Regions from separate parts of the Mus musculus genome. Here region 1 is linked to region 2. A link is a contact called in public HiChIP or PLAC-seq data. All regions are on one chromosome and are shown on one strand. The core of a region is the stretch at or near the end of the contact, and the rest is flanking DNA. Distances in the headings are between cores, read along the strand shown.

Evidence for each region. HiChIP or PLAC-seq counts read pairs in DNA pulled down with a chosen protein or histone mark.
Region 1: a contact with region 2 is called in an H3K27ac HiChIP or PLAC-seq map of stem cell-derived epiblast-like cells, with 8 times the contacts expected there. The contact joins two enhancer-like sites. A contact is called at or near these places in 3 of 115 datasets of contacts at active chromatin or transcription factors (embryonic stem cells, epiblast stem cells and stem cell-derived epiblast-like cells).

The regions. Positions count from the first base shown.
Region 1 is chr3:11,211,317-11,215,549 of GRCm38.p6, reverse strand. No RefSeq gene overlaps it. Among named protein-coding and RNA genes, the nearest start is that of Gm33551, 360 kb to the right of the region's middle. Within about 2 kb of position 2,214, at least 44 of the 459 cell types and tissues checked have an H3K27ac peak or open chromatin away from gene starts, as enhancers often do. A contact at or near this core is called in stem cell-derived epiblast-like cells, where this site is marked.
Region 2 is chr3:10,758,252-10,761,982 of GRCm38.p6, reverse strand. No RefSeq gene overlaps it. Among named protein-coding and RNA genes, the nearest start is that of Gm33551, 89 kb to the left of the region's middle. Within about 2 kb of position 1,887, at least 3 of the 459 cell types and tissues checked have an H3K27ac peak or open chromatin away from gene starts, as enhancers often do. A contact at or near this core is called in stem cell-derived epiblast-like cells, where this site is marked.

The DNA.
Region 1 (4,233 bases), core at 965-3,464, 450 kb before region 2:
GTTCAAGGCTAGACTGATCCAATACATGAGACTTACCAATAAAATAAAATAAAATAAAATAATAAAAACACAGTCACATCTGTCTTGTTAAAAAAAAAAAAAAACTCTTGAAAATTACTTCTGAATGCTACACACCCTGACACTGTCTTCCATTGTACACCATGAAAGATTCTGAAGATATGTGCTAGAAATTCTACATACCTTCAAGTTCTACTCACATCTTCAACAATAGAACAGCTACTTGGGCACTCTTTTTAGAGTAGAGGACATATCTCAGGGAGTACTTTTGGTGTCACTAGGAAGGTGTTCATGGTTTTAGAAGCCTGAAGGAAGAAGTCAAAATAGAAACATTTTCTTGTCTTTCTAGACATTCTGTCACAAATCAATGGGAACAGCTTGACTGAGAGCAGAGCGGAGCCTTCCTTAAGTTTAACCAAATAGCACTTCCCTAAGAATTTCACTCCCCTTTTCTAGTCATTATACATATGACTCCAGTATCTCTCATCCGTACCAACACCTCTCCCTGAGCCTTCTCTACAATAATATTCTAACTGCAGATCTATCCTTGTCCACACATACATAACAAGTCCTGCCTTTCATATCAATAAACAGCTATACAATTTCTGAAAGAAAGTCTTTCTAAATTCAAAGTCTAAATATTTTAGGTGTAATGACAGACTATTCAGTATCATTAATTTATGTGAATAAGACTCTCCAGATAAGATAACCTTACTAAATGAATGACCTTCTACTTGAGGGCCCATATTGGGACAACAAGCAAAGAAATCAAGATTTGTAACATAAGATTCAGAAACTTCCCAGGAAACCATCCATTTAACATTCGGACAATACTTTCTCTAGAATGCAAGGCTGCCTTTCCTAGGGTAGGGACAGTGCTGAAGGTTGATTATAGTTAGTATTTAAACATATTACTGATAGTACAATAATTTCAAAGATTCAAAACTTTAGTGACAATATCCTCCCTCAACCATTTCCCAGATACAGAACTGAAAGAGGCAAATGTTTATAAATATTTAAGAATGTCAAACTTTCTTCAAATTACAAAGAATACTGCATGATCTAGTTCATAGCAAACACATCACTGTTGAACATATCACCTGTATTCTGGAAATTGAAATGTGATTATGAATTTGCCTTCCGGAGTTCAATAATTTTGTCTTTTCTAGACTTTCTTTAACCCTATTATTATTTACCAGCATAATACCTTTCATCAGCCTTGTAAACTCCCCCCAACTCCCACAGCCTGAAGCAGGCTGAGCCAGAACTTGACTTTGTTGCCACTAAGGAGATTACTTAGGGTGTAGCCTGCCTTCCTGGATCACTCTATTGTTCGGCCACTGCCTCTGCTGCTACTTGTTGGGAGTTGGCCTAGCTGTTCCCAAGACTACACTTGGTCACCTACAGCTGGGCTCCAAGGATGATTTGGCAGGAATGGGCTTCCCCCCTTCCTTTATAAAGCATGTCCACCATTAAAAATTTGAGCCTTGATCAGAATCCTGTCTTGGTTCCATCTCTCTCTAGTCCACCTAGTTTCCCTTTCTTTCAGCTTCAGGTTGCCTCCCAGGCTTGAACCCAGACATGAGAGCTGCAGGCTGGCCCACCCATTTGGCGTCCCAAGCGGGGCCTGGGAAAGGCAGAAGATGCTGGGAGAAACACTGCTGGTTTGGAGCTCCATGGAAGAAGAAAAGAATTAAAGAAAATTCGCACTGAGGCACGAAGCAATGGGTAAAAGGTTGCTAAGGAAGCAGTACAGGCTAAGCTGAAACAGCACTAAACCCCCTTGCTGGATTCACTTAGGTTCAGCAGTGAGATATCAGGAACTAGGAACTCAATAGGTAGTTGGCCGCATCTTCCAGAAGCTTCTTTTTAGGTGAGAGGAATAAGGGTTTATAAGAATGAACAGGCAGATGGCTGCAGTTGGAAACTGCATCAGGCAGGAGGAAAGTGGATTTTGAAACTACCAGGGATAGAGAGAAAATCGGGGAATCCCCTCTTGTGTGCCTGCTGGCCAGTGTCTTTGTTCTGAGTGTCTGTCTTATGTTTCCTGAAACGAACATGTGCTCGTTGTGTTGGTTTGTTGTTTCTGTTTAGTCCCTTGTCTCTGAAGCATGGCGCAGTCTGAGTTTGGATCTGCCTGAGTTTGGTTTCTCTGGTGTTTATAGACGATGGGGTTTTCTGAAACGCGTGCTTGGTATTTGCCGCTGTCCCTTTGGGCTGTAAGGACAGGAGGACTGTGGTCAGCAGATGTGCTAGGAAGGCTGCTGCTGGGGAGTGCTAGAGACATTGGTCAGAGGGATCAAGTTTTGTTTATGAAATGGAAGCTTACCCTTCTAATTCTTTTGCCTGCTTGTGTAGGATGAGAAAGGGTTGCATGTGTCTGGATCTGTTGGTTTCTGTTTTGTGTGTTTCATGTATGTGTTTAGAGCTATGTGAAAATTTAGAGAAGTGCCAGTGCGACTGGAAAAGCCCTGCTGGGAGCTGACTGCAAATGCAGCTCTTAAAGGGGCAGGCAGCCTTTTGCTTGTTAACAGAAAGTTAGCTTAAAATTGGTAACTCAGAGTTAGAGTCATTCTAAACAACATGTGGCAGGAGCAAACCCAGGAAAACATGTCTTTAAAGATACTTCAACATAGGGATAATCTTTGGGACAGGACTCAAGCAGAGTGCTCAGATTGAGAAATGTTTGCGCTTGGGTAGACTCTCTGAGCCGCCTCAGTGAGGTTTGTGGGGCGTTTCTTTTGCTTGGAAAACTGTGACTAGGGAAGTTCTGAGAATCTCCCCCCTCCCTGCCTTCAGGGTAAATTCCCTTTAACTAAAAGAGCACCTTTGCAGATCTACCCAGATGTGGTTCTAAATAAAGTTTAAATTCTAAGTTTATAAAAAAGGTCACCTCCCCCACACCAGGAGCTCTAAGTCTAGCCTGGTCTTTGCTAATTTGCAAGTGAATGGAGTCCCTGGACTTCCCCAAAAGAAGCTTTTGCACTGTGCTTTTCACTGTGACTTTGTTTTTCAAGCAGGTCAGTCAACACCCTTCAGCCTGACTGCAGCAGGTGTGCATCCCCGCCTCCAACAGTGCAGGTGGCAGTTACTAATCTTCATTCAAGAAGCATTCTAGTACATATTGTGGCTTTTGGTCTGATTTGGGAATAAGGTTTGCTATGAGGGCCAGACAGTCCTAAGACAGACACCCAAATCTCAGAATCATATCAATCTAGACAGAGGTACATGCCAAGAGGCCATGGCTTGTTAATAATACACCACAGAGCCATGTAAAGAATTAGAGGCAAAGGTTAATGTCTTAGAAGTAGTAATCTTAACAATAGGGCAGGACATAGCATATATTAAGGGTAGAAAGGCAGAAATTTCAGATATTAGCAATAGTCACTTGGACACTTGGAACACTGATGAATTGGCCAGAGATTTAAAGATAACCTAAGTGCATTGAATCCCCTGGATGGTTTCAATATATTATCCCACTTGCTATTATTATTGGCACTATTTTATTAGTAAATCATTGTGTTTCCACTCATCTTTAGAGCACTTCTGAGATCTATAGCTGCAATGAGGCAGGACATTCCATAACTTTGGCAGAAATATAAGAATGGGGAAATGCTATGCACACTCCAGTGAAGTTTGCTTGGCAGGCCGAGAGGCCTGGGAACACTCACGAGGCAAAGAGTTTCACTGAAACTCACCTCCTGGAATTTTGGTGTTTTCATAACCCGTATATTCTTACCCTATCCCCGCATTAGTCTGGTGTATGGATCCACGTGCTCTCCTTTAGTATTATCTTATTATAAGTGCCCCTTTAGATTGAATTCTGATATAGTTAAGCCTTTGCCAGTGTTCCATTGTCCTAGAAAGACATTGAAGCCCACAACTTGGAATTCTGTCGGAATTCAGTAAGGAAGTTACCTATTCAGTAACTAATTAAGCATTACAAAAGACAGAGCCAACTGCTCAAGGCTGGTCTGCATTGTTTACTAGGACAGTTAGGACAGTCTTAACCAAATAAGGGTTTACCATGAGAAAAGTTAGGGAATCCCACTGAGACAGGTTTCTTCACTAGGCCCAAAGAAATCAGGCAGAACTGTAGAGCATAAATAAATTGTGTGCCTTAGTCCAGCTTTTTTTAATATTAATAACAGGGAGCAAATTGTAGCCTCCCCCCCCCCCCCCCCGCCCAACCCTGCCCCACAGCCTGAAGCAGGC
Region 2 (3,731 bases), core at 638-3,137:
GCTATGAATTGCAATATAAACGCTTTTGGAGATAGAGGTCTGCCATGGGGCAGTGACCCTTAAATTGAGACCTACTGATTTAGAGTGAAATCTCATCTTGAAAGACAGTTTTTCCACCATTCCATAACTGACATTTTGAATGCAGAGTGAAAAACAGAGTTCATTTTGATAACTCATTTTAAAAGCCTTAAGTGCTATATTCTGCTCACAGTAAAATTATAGTTACTTATTTGCAAGATTCAGTTGTTTTCCATATTAGTCACTAAAAATCAGAAGGGCAAAAGATCCAGAAGGAAAAGACATTTGGCACATTTAGATACTTCACAAGTTCCATTTAAGAAATTCAAACAGTGCGTTCTCACCACGAAACAGGTAGGCTGCCTGCAGAACTTTACTGCCTCCTGCCCTCTTCTAAATTCATTCTGTCAGTCTGATTCCCAGTTCTGTAAATGTCACCCTCCTCACCCACTTCCCTCCATCACACAGATGAATCTTCTTCTCCAAGCCCCCTTCCCCTACTCGAAATGTTATCCTAGCCTCCAACTCCAATGGGCATTTGCTGAGAACCTTCAGGACAGTCTGGCCAGGGAATCTAGCCTAGCAGGGTATCCTCACTTCTCCCTCCTCTCCTTAAAATCCACACTCAATCTCATGCCAACTGTGAAGCAGACCTCCTGTTCTGGCCTCTACCTCCTCTCTTACCTGTCTTAAACAGACCGTACAGCATCACCAAACTTTCTCCCCATCCATGCTGTTTTCTCAATTCCCAACTCCAGGAGGCATTCCTGGGAAACCACTAGCCATGCCTGCCAATGTAGGCCAGCAAGGCATACAGATCACTCTCACTCCTCTCCTCCATATCCATTGCCCAGCCTCACCTGCAGCTCTGTAGCAGATTTCTTGCTGTGGCCTTTCCTTAGTCTCTACCTCATTCCCATGGGGACTAAGCAGATTCTGGTGGAACACTTTGCTTTCCTCACTCCTATGAACTTTCTCAGCACACACCACACACACACACATCAGCCACATTGTAAGTATTAGCCACCAATGCATAGAAACACATCTTACCTGGACCCCTCAGTGGTCACACTTAGCAGGATCCTAGAAGAATTCCCCACCAGGCAAAACATATGGAACACATATTCCTAAGAACCAAAGAAGGCACCAAAAACCAAGAACAAAACAGCCACCCAACAAACAAGACCAGATATAAGCACCTGGAATTAAAATTTCCCAAACCCAGATGTCTAGATGCCAGTAGAAAAATACAGTTAATAACAGTAAGAACTGTATGTATATGCTAGAGTCCAGCAACCATACCACAACAGGCTCAGAGAATCGCAACACAGCTGAAACAGAAGACAAAGTCTTTAAAATAGCCTTTATAGATATAAGAGGTCTTATAATGAAATGAATAATCTCTTAAATAAATCTGTGAATATAAACAATGAAAGAAAATGAATAAATGAGTTCAGTACCTGAAAATGGCAATAAAATCAATAAAGAAAACATTAACTGCTGCAGATGCATCTCAGTTGGGTCCTCGATCTGCAGGAAACAGGGTTCTGGTTACAGGTGAGCAAGAAGTCAGGGAGAAATGAATGACAAACAAGTATGAACACAGGGGAGTGCTGTCTCTTGATGTATTTTCTCCAAGCAAACACCAGGCTTTAATACAGAAAAAAAAAAAAAAAAAAAAACCAAGAAGGCCAGGAGAATACATCTGTTAAGGTATACTGGTTCTTAACACAAAACAAAGAAAATGCATGCATAAAAAGATGGCGGGAGCCAGGCCTTGTTTATAACTGAGAATAGGAACAACCTTAATTAAGATCAGCTAAACACGGGAGCCAGGTAAATGCTCTGATGCAATGCTAGTCTATTGTTAAACCCACCACCAGGGGTCCTTTAGTAAATACCTGATTATGCTATTCCTCTGGGCCTAGTGAAAAACTTGCACCAGGGGAATTCCTTTCGACTTACCTTTCATGAATAATACTACAACTCACCTATTTCCTAGGCCATTGTGTATTCCTGTGTTTGGGTGTGACTCGGCTATTGTTCTAAGTAATTACTATGTAGACTAGCCCTAAGCTTTCTAGCTCTATTCAAGTAAATTGTAATGCCTGATTATTTTCACTGTCTCTACTAGAAGTAAATTTGAGTGTTACTGAAAAGGTAACATTCTTACTGAATTCCAAGCTCAGGATCAGCTTCAAGGACTTTCTAGGACATTGGAACACTGACAAAGGTTTAGCTATATGTCAAAATCAATCCTTAAAGGCACTTATAATAAAACAACACTGAAAGAAAGCACACGGATCCATACACCAGACTAACTCCGGGACAGGTTTTGTGTGTACATGCTATGAGAATGGCAAGGTTCCAGGAGGCTAAGATTCCATGAAACTCTTTGCCTCGGGACTGCTTCCAGGTTTCTAAACCTGTCAAGCAGACTTCACTGGAATGGATGTAGCAACTAACTGAGTGAAATGTGGATATGAAAGATTTAGAAATTCAATAGAAACCTCAGAAGCAAGCCTCCCAAACATGGTATAAGAGATAGAAAAAGAGAATCTTAAGCTTTGAAGATGCAATAAAAGAAATGGATATATTGAGAAAAGAGAAAAATCATAAAAATCATGGCCAACATCTAGTAAACTTGACAAATTATTAAAAGAACAAATTTAAACATAATAAAAGTAGAGAAAGGAGAATACACCCAGTCAAAGGCTGTATTGGCTAGTTATGTGTCAACTTGACACAGCTGGAGTTATCACAGAGAAAGGAGCGTCAGTTGAGGAAATGCCTCCATGAGATCCAACTGTAAGGCACTTTCTCAATTAGTGATCAAGGAGGAAAGGCCCCTCGAGGGTTGAAACATCTCTGAGCTGGTAATCTTGGTTCTATAAGAGAGCAGGCTGAGCAAGCCAGGAGAGGCAAGCCAGTAAAGAACATCCCTCCATGGCCTCTGCATCAGCTCCTGCTTTTCGACCTGCTTGAGTTTCAATCTTAGCTTCCTTGGTGATGAACAGCAGTATGGAAGTGTAAGCTGAATAAACCCTTTCCTCCCCAACTAGCTTCTTGGTTATGATGTTTGTGCAGGAATAAAAACCCTGACTAAGACAAATTGGTACCAGCATAGTGGGGTATTCCTGTGACAACCTGACCATGTTTTGGGGAGGACTGTGGAAACACTTTGGAACTTTGGGCCAGAAGATCCATTCAGTGTTAAGAACTCTGGCAGATGTTGTGTAGGAGCTTGGAAGATAATATTGAGAACAGTGCAGAAGATGGAGGCCTGGCTTGTGAAATTTCAGAGGGAAAATTATAGACTCTTTTCAGGGCCATTGCTATTGTGGATTGTGAAGGTTCTGTGGTTCTGGTTAGCTGGGGCTGAAGTCCAGGTTTATTCAGCTTACACTTCCATACTGCTGTTCATCACCAAGGAAGCTAGGACTGAAGGTGTGATTAGCAAGATACCAGAACTACTAAAGTGAAAACTTGGCATTACCGGGACTATTAGTGCTGGCTAGCTGGAGCTAAGAAACTAGCAGTGATTAAGAAGAGACCAGTATCATTAAGGTGGCATCTTCTGGGAAGTGTTTTCTGAAAGCACAGAGGCTGTGTTCCAGAGATAGCCAAAGTTGCACCTCGTGCTGCAGCGGGACTTGGTAATGTATAAGAGTTACCCAGGTGGTACTGGTTTTGAAGGCATGAAGTGGGTCATA